Linked DNA regions of Mus musculus: all the other regions are linked to region 3. The links are chromatin contacts, called in public HiCAR-type and promoter capture Hi-C maps. All regions are on one chromosome and are shown on one strand. The core of a region is the stretch at or near the end of the contact, and the rest is flanking DNA. Distances in the headings are between cores, read along the strand shown. Region 1 overlaps Mast2 (microtubule associated serine/threonine kinase 2). Region 2 holds the start of Mmachc (methylmalonic aciduria cblC type, with homocystinuria). Region 3 holds the start of Ipp (IAP promoted placental gene).

Region 1 (4,282 bases), core at 763-3,262, 190 kb before region 3:
CATGCACGCTCATGCCAGGGTGTGCATGTGAAGGCTCTCTCTCTCTATTGTGTGGATCTGGGGGATCCCACTCAGGCCAGCGGGTTTGGCGGCAGTACCTTTACCTGATGGTCTCATCTTACCAACTCCAGAGCTTCATTTTTGAACAGAAAGAAACAGCTGCTTCTCATGGGAATTTGGCATTCTCAACTTGCTCTTATGTAACATTTATAACTAAGTATCCATTTTGGAATCAGAGGAAGAATTTTTATAGATAAAATTACTTTTAAAACATATTTAAAGAATACTTTCTCACTGTAACTACCACCTACCCAGTTATATCTTCATGGGTATAGAGACTGATCTGCTAGTCTTCTAGAAGCCATTCATTGTTTGAACATTAGCTCTGGATCTTCAGTTGAGAGGAGACAGGGGCGCTTCACTACTTTAGTGGCATGAAGCACCTTGGAGACCAGGAGCTCTTACCTCAAATGCGTTAATGCTGTCAACTGTCCTGAGAGGCTGAGGAAGGCAGTGCTTAAGAATTTAGTGGAAGCTTTGGTCCCCCCCCCCCCTCTGGATTATTCTGTCTTTTGTTTTTCAGAGACTTAAAATTTTCTTTCTCTTTATTTATATGTATAGGTTTGTATGTGGACATGAATGTAGGTGTTTGCAGAGGCCAGGGAGTTATAGACAGTTGTGGTTGCTTGGAACCACACAAGTCCTCTGCAAAGCAGTACATGCTCTTAATCAGGAAATCATCTCTCCAGCTTCTCAGAGATGTAAAATCTATTTATAGACTGTTGTGAGCCACTACATGGGTGCGAGGAGTTGAACCTGGGCCCTCTGGAAAACCAACCAGTGCTTTTAACAGCCGAGTCATCATTTCAGTTCCTCCCAGAGACTTTTTTTTAAAAGATTTATTTATTATTATATAAGTACACTGTAGCTGTCTTCAGACACACCAGAAGAGGGCGTCAGATCCCATTACAGATGGTTGTGAGCCACCATGTGGTTGCTGGGAATTGAACTCAGGACCTTCGGGAAGAGCAGTCAGTGCTCTTACCCACTAAGCCATCTCTCCAGCCCCAGAGACTTTTTATACTGAAGAGATTCACATTTTCACGTCAAAGTCTATCACTGTGCTAATAAAGTATCAGTTAATGGACTTGCTCATAGGATAAGCCTGAGGCCTGCTTCACCTGGGTTGAGGATAGTTAGGAAGCTGTGCTTAAACAAATGATTTTCAGTAAAACACAGTCCATATATCCACTACTGTATTTTGTATTGTTATTATGATGCTGATGATGTTTGTTTTGAAATAAATAGGATCTCACTACATATAGCCCAGACTGGCTTGGCATTCACTACATAGACCAGTCAGGTTCAGTGGGATCTGCCTCACCTCCCAAGAACTAGGTGTGGGCCGTCATGTCTGGTGAACCTCTATGCAACTTTTTGCTTTTGGTAAAAAGTCAAATACCTATACATATTTTGGTAAAAAGTCAAATACTCATACATAATACCAATGCTGGAATTATACACTACCCATGTTGGAGTCTCAGACAGAGTAATACAGCTTTGGCTTTAGAGAACCATTCACAAAACTGAGTTCCTCTGAAACCAAGCAGGCTTCTCTTAGTGATGGAAAGGCCGTGGGAAGAACATCAGATCATCAGTACCAAACATGGAAACTCCTATTCACTGGCAAGGAGACCTGATTGTGGCCAGCAGCTGGAAGAGTGAGCTCACTGCCAATTCCCGAGATGACCTTGTGGAAGTGTCATTACATTCCTCGTCAAGACACTTACATCTTGCAGAAGCTTTTCCAAATTCTCTTGAAGTTCATAGAAATAGTGTGACGTAATGAGGCCACTCCGAGATTTATCCAGGCAGTCTCGGGCCATCTCAATCACCTGATGATGAATAAAGCTTAGTGCTCCATCTGCCAAGGGCAACACACTATCTGGAGTGTTAGAGGAAATGAAGTCAGCTAGTCGCTCTTCCATCTGTGCAGTGGCCTGGGAGGAAAAGAAAAGAAAAGAATTCCCTTTCAGTCCCAGCTTAGCTGCAGCGAATTCTGAAGGATGGGCTCTCTGTGTGCCTATGTGACGCCGGGAAGTCGAATGACTGAAGGCAGACAGTCCCAGGACCAGACTCAAGGCCCCCATCACCTTTTTGCCTGTTTCTTGCCATATCCTATACTGTACGATTTTTGGTTCTGCAGGCATACAAGGTTTGCTGGTCTCTGCCTAGCCATATTTCATGCCTTTGTTACACCATTTTTTTGGGGTTGACCTTCCTTACAAGTTCCTGTTGCTCTTCATCTCACCTAAGTATCATGAATTCCCCAGACTTCCTAGGAAACAAAGGTTCTCTTTCCTCTGGGGTGACTTGGTCTCCTGACTGGACAAGTCAGTGCATAGATGATATTGGTTTCTGAACCTTCTGTATGTAAGACATCTGGCAAGTCAGAAGGTTTCATTATCACAGGGTTCTCAGATTTAACCTAAGTTCACACTGAATACAGGAGGTGCTTAGAGAACATGTATCAAAGGTATGGTCCTGCCTGGTCTTGGAAGGTAAGCTGGGATGGAGGACTTTGGATTGCAACATGACCCTGGCCTAGATCCCCAGAAGAGCAGAATGGAGATCTGGCTCGGGACTCTCTTGGGCCTCTAACTATACAGCCATGTGAAAACTGACAAACATAGTTGACAAACTAGTGAACAAGTTAACAACTGCCTCTTTCAGACTTTGACTTCTCTTTATCACTAGATGGTGACTTCTGTATCCTAATATGTTGACACAAAAGTTTATCTGTGTACAGAGGGATTTTTAAAGAAGGACAGCAGCAGGGAAAGAAGAAAAGAAAGAAATATATATTTTTAAAGATTTATTTAATGTACATATGAGTACAATGTAGTTGTACTGATGGTTGTGAGCCATAATGTGGTTGTTGGGAGTTTGAATTCAGGACCTTTACTTGCTTTGGTCGGCCCCGCTTGCTCCGGTCTAAAGATTTATTTATTATTATATCTAAGTATACTGTAGCTGCCTTCAGATGCGCCAGAAGAGGGCGTCAGATCTCATTACGGATGGCTGTGAGCCACCATGTGGTTGCTGGGATTTGAACTCAGGACCTTCGGAAGAGCAGTCAGTGCTCTTAATCGCTGAGCCATCTCTCCAGTCCCGGGAAAGAAATCTTAACACATCTTCTCTAAAGCCTATCTTAGATGAAGGACACAGAAATACCTATAAATACCAACACACAGCTCTAGGTGTATACCAATACACATCTCTGCACATAGAGAATGAGGCATGCAAGATACATTTCTCAACACTGCACACTATGGAACTTCCTAGCTGCTTTCCTGCACTTTCTTTCTTTGCTCTCATTCTTGTGTCTACTTCAAGGCTACAATGTGGAACAGAGAAAAGATTAAACAAACTAATAGCTAATAGTTACTCATACTTCTCATGTCCACCAACTGTTAGAAAACCAGTGTTCACTGATCCTCGTATGAGACAGATCTAGTAGAATTCTATTATTATGAGTTGTCAATGAGGCAAATGAAGCTCCAGGGAATCAAATGATCTGTCTAGAATCGCACAGCTGATAAACGGGACACAGATGAATGCAGACAGCCTAGGTCGCTGTTACAAGGCGTCACTGGTATATGTCAAGAGAGAAAAGGAGAGCACTTTTGTCATTTCCCTCAGCTGTCACGTGTATGAAGAAGAGTGTACAGTTTAAGGAAGGAAGGAAGGAAGGCCAAGAGCAGCAAGAAGCACATACAAGTAGGAACAGACAGACTGTTCAGGGAGGCCTGGACAGAGAGAGGATGAAGGAGGTCTGAGCACCTCAGTCTCCTGGCGTCTCTCTGAGCTTGTCATGGTTATTCTCGCTGCCGTTTTAACTACATCTACAATTAATTAGAACCTAAAATGGCTGGGCATACCTGTGAGGAATTTTTGCTTAATTAAATCATTTGAAGCGGGAAGATCTACTTCTAAACTGGATCTCTGAGGTAGGATGACACATCTTTAATCCAGACTTTTGAGGTGGGAAGACCTATCTTTAATCTGGACCATACCTTCTGCTGGAATACTAGATAAAAGATAGCTCATTTTGCCTGCTTGTTCTTGTCTTTGATAACAAATCTATTCCTTCACTGGCTCTAGAGTCTACTTCTTTAGGATTCTGGTGTATACTCTAGACTAGCTAAAACATCCAGCTTTGTAGACTGATCAACTACTCGAATTCTGGACTTTCTGATCGTAGGCAGCCATTATGGGATTA
Region 2 (4,263 bases), core at 921-3,420, 200 kb after region 3:
TGGGGAGAATTAAAAAAAGAAAAAAGAAAAAGAAAGAAAGAAGCTGGGCGTGGTGGCGCACGCCTTTAATCCCAGCACTTGGGAGGCAGAGGCAGGTGGATTTCTGAGTTCAAGGCCAGCCTGGTCTACAGAGTGAGTTCCAGGACAGCCAGGGCTACACAGAGAAACCCTGTCTCGAAAAAACAAAACAAAAAAAGAACCCCATCCCCCCGCCCCTCTCCCCCACCAAAAAAAAAAAAAAAGGAAAGAAAAAAAGAAGGAAATGCACTAGGGGAAGGCTTGAGAGATTAGTAGGAGAGAGGTTGGGCCTGGCCTTACATATCAACTTAAAAACTATGGCACCAACTTGGTGAAGATGAGGAGTCATTTAACCCTTAAAAGAATAAAGTGACCAATAATTGCATTACTAAGATCTGGTTGCGCTGTAGAGAATGGATTGGAGCCAAGATGGCAGCAAGGAGATTATAATAATTCATATGTGAGAAGTGTTCTGGGATATAGGATAGGTTGGTGGGCTAAAAACAACAACCTGTGTTTGGAAGATTCAGGTGATATTCATGGTGGCTGTTGGATATAGGACTGGAAAGGTGAGTAGCAAGACCTTAGGAGACAGGCGGGGCTAACTCTGCTCAGTATAATAGTTCCTATTATCCAGACTAGACACACACAAGTTTAAAATAAGATGGGGTCTCACTATAGCTCTGGCTGACCTGGAGCTTGCTATGTATATCAGGCTGGTCTGGAAGACTCGGCCTCCTGAGTGCTGGGGTCAAAGGCTTCAGCCACCATGCCTCACATTCACATAGGCACTTCTATTCTTTCCCATATCTGCCTTCCATCACTACCTTCCATCACTGCCTCCAAATTCTGACTTTTAAAAAAAGATTTAGTTACTTATTTTATGTATGTGAGTACACTGTAGCTGTCTTCAGACACACCAGAAGAGGGCATCAGATCCCATTACAGATGGTTGTGAGCCACCATGTGGATGCTGGGATTTGAACTCAGAATCTCTGGAAGAGCAGTCAGTGCTCTTAACTGCTGAGCTCTCTTTCCAGTCCCAATCTGACTCTAGAATGTACATAATTCTCCTCTCCTTTCAATCCATCTTTTCATATACATTTCTCTGTTTTTGTGCTGGTGACTGAGATTTGCAAATGCTAAGCCAGCACTCTAGCTAGCTAGCCATCCACCTATCAGATAAATTTCTGATAGATGGATAGATAGATATACATCTCACTTAGTTTTATAGCCTCAGCTTTCAATTTTGTTTTTGCCTCATTACTAGGAATTGAACCCAAGACCTCAAGCATGGCTTTCAAACTAGACTTAACTTCTCAATAGTATCTTCTTACAAGTCTTCCCCTGGAAAGCTCAATGGCCTAGGAATCTTAAGATAGGCCAAAGGACACAGGCGGATTTTAGTTTGTGTCTTAAACATAATTTTGTTCACTCAGCACTGTGGGAGGAAAGTGTGGAATAGGGCGGGGCTGGGTGGGGTGGAGAGGGACTGTGGTTACAGAGACTTCTGTACCAGGCGAGCGTGAGGAATTTCTATGCTCAGTCCCGTATTGATGGCAAGCAACACCATGAATTAGCCTTCTGTTGGCTGGCCGAACAAACTAGCCAATTGTCTCTTGTTCAACATTAGGAATACTCTTCTCTCTTCATCTGATCGAGTACACTGTCACACCAACCTTCCAAGTTTTGACCTCTTCTAATTCCTTTGGAAGAATCTGATGATCCCGCCCACACCGGGAGACCGTTTTCTGGTAAATTATAATGATGACAGGTTAGGGGATCTTGGGCTGTATCCCATTCATTTGTTTGACATCATAAAGACATAAAAGGGCAAACATGTGTTTCTCTACGTTTTTTAATCAAGCCCCATTTTACAACACGACCTGGTCATCAGATGGCTGCAGTAGGTTGAGAGGATCAGAAGGGCTCACCGGCCTTCACACTTTTGGCACCAAGGCCAATCCTAGAGCTCACCCTAGGACCACAGGGAAGACAAACCAACCTGGAAGGGATAAACTTCGAAGCCAAAAGGACACAAGGTGTCCTCAATCTTCTGCTTCAGCTCTGCGACTCGCGGCTCCATAACGCACGCTGAACGCTGAGCTTGCTGGGAAATGGAGTCTCATAGCTAACTTAGGCTTGTATGCGTCCATCAGGGCTGGACTACATTTCCCAAGAAGTAAAGGAATAGTAACGGACTCAACTGACTCTGCACGGTGCATCTTGGTACACGTAGTTACTTTTGTCCTTGTAGCCCAAACATAACCGAGTCTGGAAGACTCCGTGTCCCGACGAGCTTCACGGGAGGTGTGAGTGTGAACGCACAGGGCACGTATTTCCAGGGAAACGTATTTCCGCCCTCTATTGCCTGTGGTCTCCGCAAGAAGCGGACTCAGTTTCCCGGGTGGCGCTGCGGCACCGGTACTTAAAATCTCATTCTCCGCCTACCAGAGTTTGAACTCTTGAGCGGCACTTGTCACTTGTCTCAGTGGTGATAGCGTCCTTGATTTGTGGAGGTCTCAACCAAAATTCGGTTCATTCTACCCTCTCGATATTATTCTGTTTTCTTCCCCCCTCCCCGACCCCCCACTTTTCAAAGTACTCTGTTCCGTAGTTCTAGATTCACAGTATTGCTATCGCACTGTTTCTGTAGCCCTAATATATTCCCACTTTCCTTATTTCCATCTAACTCTGTGGCTTGTCCTGGGCTGGCCCGCGGGTATCTGAGTGTGGAAGAGCAAGAACAGGGAAAGTTAGAGACGCAATTTCAAGTGCTCCAGGATGAACAGGAGCCCTAGCTGGTCTGATCAGCTTCATGCGGTTCTCAGTTCAACTGATGAAAATATGGCCCGGATTAAGGTAAGAGGGGGACCTCTGGGATCCCCATCTAACCCCTCCCATTGGGAGGCTAGGCTAGGGCTTAGTAAAGGGCACTGAGAGCTCACTGGCTTGTTGAACTGTTTGCTGGTTTTTTTTTTTTTTTTTTTTTTTTTTTTTTTTGTAGCAGAGTTTGTATCCCTTTCGAGTTTCCTCTACAGGTAAGTATTGTCTTTTCTCCCAGCCCTTTGTCTTCTCAGAGCCTCCTTTCTTTCAGTGCCTGCCTGTACAGCTCACAGTTCTGTACAAATCCCAGCTACTTCCTGTCCTCTGATTTCCTACACAGACAGACCCTGCTCTTGTCCCTTCCCTATTCCCACAATAGGGGACCTGGCTGACACCTGGACTTCTCATCGCTTACCTCCTCAGCCAGAGGCCCAAGCTCAACAGCCTTGGGCTCTAAAGACTCCCACTCTTGGAGAGAGACTGAGCTGTACTGAAGCCCACAGCTCCTCTCTCTGGGATGAAGTTACTAAACTCCGATCCCAGCTTCAGGCTCAGGCTCAGGTGAGGTATTAGGGGTATGTACGTGGTGATAATGTGAGACGAGAATATTAGGAGTTGGGACAATGACTTAGAAAGGAATGTCTGGGTTTTCTCTGCTTGGGTAGGTGACTGAGGCGCTGAAGCATTCTGTACAGAGCCTGTTGAAGGATCGGGAGCAACATATGTTCAAGATCAGTGCTCTAGAAGGTATTGGGCCAATTCTTTTCTATGTATGGCACACAGAGTTTTAAAATGGAAACCAAGAGTTTTGCACATGCTAATGATCTGTGCTCTACCACTGATGTACATACAGCTTTCGAGTTTTGCACATGCTAATGATCTGTGCTCTACCGCTGATGTACATACAGCTTTCGGTTGTGGGGCTTAGCCTTTTAGTGAATGGGTGAGCTTCTCTCCCTCCAGCCCTACACAGCTTTACCTATGTGTCATTTGCTCTCATGTGAGTCTCTTAGAGCCACTGACCTTACTTTCCCCTCTACAGCATCACTAAAACTGCTGCAGGAGGGCCCCAAAGGGAGAGCCCTTCTGGAGCAATGCCTGGAAGGGCTGAAAAAGGAACTGCAGGGCCTTCGGAGTCAGGTTCAAGAGCTAGTCCAAAACCAAATGAAAGCAAGACCAGGAAAGTTGGGTCCTGCCAGTGGCTTTCACCAAGAGCTGCAGAGTGAGTAAGTGATGGGCAAGGCTTCACCCTTTTGGTTGTTTGTTTAAGATGTGCTTCTTGGGGGCTGGAGAAATGGCTTAGAGGTTAAGAGCACTGACTGCTCTTCAAGAGGTTCTGAGTTCAATTCCCAGCAACCACGGGTTGGCCCACATCTGATGACCTCTTCTGGCCTGCAGGCATACATGTTGTATATATAA
Region 3 (4,187 bases), core at 406-2,905:
GTACACTGTAACTGTACAGATGGTTGTGAGCCTTCATGTGGTTGTTGGGAATTGAATCTTAGGACCTCTGCTCACTCCAGTCAACCCTGCTTGGTCAGTCCCTGCTCTCTCCAGCCCAAAGATTTATTTATTATTATACATAAGTACACTGTGGCTGTCTTCAGACACACCAGAAGAGGGCGTCAGATCTCATTAGAGGTGGTTGTGAGTCACCATGTGGTTGCTGGGATTTGAACTCAGGACCCACTGAGCCATCTCGGCAGCCCTCTAAATTTTTATTCTTATTTTATGAGCATTGGTGTTTTGCCTGCTTGTATGTCTGTGTGAGGCTGTGTGATCCTCTGGAACTGGTGTGAGCTGCCGTGTAGTTGCTGAGAACTAACCCAGTTCCTCTAGAAGAGCAGCCAGTGCTCTTAATCGTTTGAGCCATCTCTCTTTTTTTTCTTCCACCATAAAATAGCTTAGTCAATAGAAAATCTTCATGGAACTAGCCTTCCAGTATTGGTCAGTGATTGCTGAGCCTTGCACCAGACAGGGGTCCAGTAATTCCTTTTACTCTTTTCTAAATTTCTGCCACTTTTTGCAGATTTTTTTTTGCACTTTTCATAATGAAATGTAAAGTAGAAATTGAAGATGTGGAGTAAATGTAAGCATAGTCTTGTGAAATTTTTGTCTTAGCTATACATCTGAATATGCAAATACATGGTATGTGTTTGATGTAAAATATTTTTGTACACTATGGGTCAGGAACATAAAGTTTGAGGGTTGGAGAGATGATGTGGCTAAGAGAGCACACTACTTGTTATTTTTGAGAAAGGGTCTCTCTACATAGCCCCAGCTATCCTGAAATTCACTAAGTAGACTGGACTGGCCAGGTACACAACAGAAATCCTCCTGTCTCTGCCTTCCCAGTGCTGGGATGATAGATGTGCACCACAACTCCTGGCAAAGAGTCCACTTCCCTCAAGGAGGACCTGAGCTGTTCCCAGCCTGTAATTCCAGCATCAGGGGGAACTACCACCATCTTCTGACCTTCATGGGCACAGCCTTTACATATACAAACCTATGGTTAGAGGCACACATTTAAAAAATAAAATCTCAGTCGGGCATGGTGGTGCACACCTTTAATCCCAGAATTGGGAAGCAGCGGCAGGTGTATCTCTAAATTCGAGGCCAGCCTGGTCTACAGAGTGAGTTGTAGGACAGCTAGGCCTACACGGAAAACCCTGGGGTGGGGCGGGGAGACTATAAAAAAGTTTGGACGTTGCTAATGCACCAGGACACATTATGATGCTCTACACTGAAAAAGAAGTGGGCATTTTGATTCTTGACTTCAAAGTAGGCAGGAGTGTATCAAAATTGAGGTTCAGGAAATGATCTAAGGAAGGTGGTAGAGAAGCACGGTGCACGTGATTTTCCTCGACGCTGAGATCAGTACCTGGCCTGGGACACTTGAAGAATTGAAGATGTGCATGGAGCGGAATAGGGAAGTCCACTAGCCCAAGGCAGGGGAGAGGTTTTTAAGAACCTGCCTCCGCGGCCAGCAAGCGGCTACCCAGGTTTACCCAGCGACGCCGGTGGCTGTGAGGAGGCGGGGCCAGAAGCGGAGCACGCGCAGTAGAAGGTTCCCGCATCAGCGCCGAAGCTGCGCCTTCAGCACTCGCAGTCACCTGTCACCAAAGACTGTCCCCGCCCCCTCCGCTGCCTGCCTGCGCGCGCAGAGCACCGGAGGGCGCCGGCGGGAAGGGACGCGGCGGGTAAGCGAGGCCTGCGTGCGGTCTGTGTTTCTCACAGGGTTGGGAACTTCCTCATGTCCAGCTCTCCAGACCGGGAAGAGCGAGTGATTGGAGCTTTGGAACGCACCGTTCCTCCGCTTTCGTCCTGTCGCCTCCGGAGGCGCTCTGACCGTCCGTGTGTTTTTAGCGTCCCGGAGCTTCCCAGTCTCACGGCGCCTTGGCCTCTGCTCTCCCAGCACCCACTGGGGAAACCGAAGGCCGGACCCTGTCCCTGACTTCTGCCGGCTCCAGTCTGAAATTCCTTACCGGCTCCAGTCTGAAATTCCTTACCGGCTCGCGCTGTCAGTAGCACAGAGTTGGTTTTCTTCCTCTAGTGTCTACCAGTTTAGGCAGAGTTCTAGTTACAGCCTCCAACTCAAGCACAAAGAGTCTCAGTTGTTTTGATGCTCAGCTGGAGCTCTGGCCCTCTAACTGAATTAACTTTCAGATGCTCTTCAGCGGGAAATCCAGGCCATCAAAGCATAGGTCCTCTTTAGTCCCTCCGATTATCTCCATCGTTAGCCAGTAAACTGTATGGAAGCATAGTTCTTAGCTCCCTATGCACTAATCCCAGGTCTTCACTTTTCATGTTTGTACGAACAAGCATTTCCCAAGCCACAGTTTAGGATGAGGTGCTCCACTGGCAGTGGAATGCCATCAACATTTACTGAGAAGGATGACAACAAACATTCTGGCTCTCTACTGTCAAAGTGAATATTAAGTGAATTGTTTGTTGTAACAGGAGGCATTTGACTTGTGGCTGTGCTTTAATACCTTGAGTAAGAGAGAAATGGAGGTAGCCTAGAATCACACCGCGAGGGTTCAGAATCTGCTGCCAGGGAGAATACAGAGCAGCAACAAGTCTGACAGCCACGCCATGTATAATAACATCTATAGGTCGAATTTCCACATAGAGGGAAATAGATTGTATTTATGTGCCACTTGTTTGTAAGATGCATTGTGTGCATGCTGAAGTAAATTTTAGCGGCTTCCTTTAAAACTCCCAAAATTAGTGTCTATATAGTCATGATTATCAGATTATTATTATGACAAGGTCTTACTATGCAGTCTTGGCTGGCTTGGAGCTAAGAGATCTGCCTGCCTCTGCACCACCACACCCACCTTCAGATCATTTTTACTGATAATTTTGACTGAATGCTATATACTGAATTTTTTAAAAATATCAGCTTACAACAGTTCTGTCATTTTGATTACTGGTTTTCTTTGGTGCCTGAATTACAAAACCTTAATCATTTTACATTTCCTCTGCTTCATCGTCGATCTTATATTGCAAGGACTTGTGGTTTCTTCAGTAACTTGAATTTATCCCTTTGATTCTCATAGCAAGTTGCCATGTTTCTTAGCTTCAACTTTTTTTTGGGAAATAAGAAATAATGAAAGTGTTGGATTTTTGTTATCTTCTATTTCATGCCTACTTGAAGAACCCAAGCGTTCTGAAATGACTGTTGACATGTTTGTTTTTGTTAAACCTGCAAAGACTCAGATCCCAGTTTCTGTAGCTGGGTTCCATTCTCTACAACCTAGTCTGATAACTTCTGTGGAATAGAATATGGCAGGAGCAACCCCAGGCATAGATGAAATAAACCCAAGACTGTTGGTATACTAATGCTGGGGAAACTTTAGTAGTTTCCTTCTCTGTGGCTTTAGAGATTATATTTTCTTCTCATAAAAATTATAATTGAGAGTGAGGCATGGTTGTTTAATCTCAACACTCAGAAGGCAGAGGCAGATAGATCTTCTTGAATTTGAGGGCAACTTGGTCTACATGGTGAGTTCCAGTCTGGCTAAGGCTGTATAGTGGTACCATGTCTTAAAAAAACAAAAGCAAACAAACAAGCCAAAAACTACTATTGGCATAAATTTGTGAAGAAGCTAGCAATTGAGGCAGATAATGGTGGCACGTGCCTGCAATCCCAGCAGTGATGGAAGGCAGAAGGATCATTACAAGTTTAAGACCATTATCTCAAAACAGAACCCCAAGCCTTTCATTATTTATTTCACAAACATTCGAAATGCTGATTTATGTTAGAGACTGATGCTGTAGCAGTAGGCGCTAGTTCCTTCCATAAAGGAACAATTTTTCAGTAACTGTGTGTGCATGTATGAGCTTGGATAGATGTGGTTGAATGTGATATAGACTATACCGTAGGTAAGGTTAGAGTGGCCAACAAGTCTCGAGGAGAAAGAAGAAAAGGTGTGGAAACAAAGATCCACAAAGGCTCTCTATGTTAAAGGAAACATACAGGTGGAAAGATTTTTGGGTTTTTTTTTTTTTTTTTTTTTTTTTGGTTTTTCGAGACAGGGTTTCTCTGTATAGCTCTGGCTGTCCTGGAATTCACTTTGTAGACCAGCCTGGCCTCGAACTCAGAAATCCACCTGCCTCTGCCTCCC

What was found. HiCAR-type assays count read pairs that join an accessible place to other places. Capture Hi-C pulls out chosen DNA fragments and counts their contacts.
Region 1: a contact with region 3 is called in a HiCAR-type map of PVALB interneurons, with 4 times the contacts expected there. The contact joins the enhancer-like site here to the promoter of Ipp in region 3. A contact is called at or near these places in 4 of 39 promoter capture datasets (the 3T3-L1 cell line, hippocampal neurons, liver and 1 more), 7 of 484 Hi-C or Micro-C datasets (brain, cerebellar granule neurons, cerebral cortex and 4 more), 3 of 115 datasets of contacts at active chromatin or transcription factors (PVALB interneurons, craniofacial prominence and embryonic stem cells) and 3 of 9 other capture datasets (adipose tissue, liver and pancreatic islet).
Region 2: a contact with region 3 is called in a promoter capture Hi-C map of liver. The contact joins the promoter of Mmachc here to the promoter of Ipp in region 3. A contact is called at or near these places in 1 of 484 Hi-C or Micro-C datasets (CD4 T cells), 2 of 115 datasets of contacts at active chromatin or transcription factors (bone marrow-derived macrophages and memory CD8 T cells) and 3 of 9 other capture datasets (adipose tissue, liver and pancreatic islet).

The regions. Positions count from the first base shown.
Region 1 is chr4:116,320,474-116,324,755 of GRCm38.p6, forward strand. Mast2 (microtubule associated serine/threonine kinase 2) reads right to left here. Exons shown (of 30, transcript NM_001369061.1): 11 at 1,791-2,000. Among named protein-coding and RNA genes, the nearest start is that of Pik3r3, 100 kb to the left of the region's middle. Within about 2 kb of position 2,013, at least 15 of the 459 cell types and tissues checked have an H3K27ac peak or open chromatin away from gene starts, as enhancers often do. A contact at or near this core is called in PVALB interneurons and muscle stem cells, where this site is marked.
Region 2 is chr4:116,706,215-116,710,477 of GRCm38.p6, forward strand. Mmachc (methylmalonic aciduria cblC type, with homocystinuria) reads right to left here and starts at 2,171. Exons shown (of 4, transcript NM_025962.3): 1 at 2,024-2,171. The coding sequence starts at 2,104. It overlaps Ccdc163 (coiled-coil domain containing 163), which reads left to right and starts at 2,381. Exons shown (of 10, transcript NM_026714.3): 1 at 2,381-2,880; 2 at 3,026-3,059; 3 at 3,224-3,405; 4 at 3,510-3,591; 5 at 3,887-4,070. The coding sequence starts at 2,803.
Region 3 is chr4:116,505,894-116,510,080 of GRCm38.p6, forward strand. It overlaps Ipp (IAP promoted placental gene), which reads left to right and starts at 1,656. Exons shown (of 9, transcript NM_008389.3): 1 at 1,656-1,757.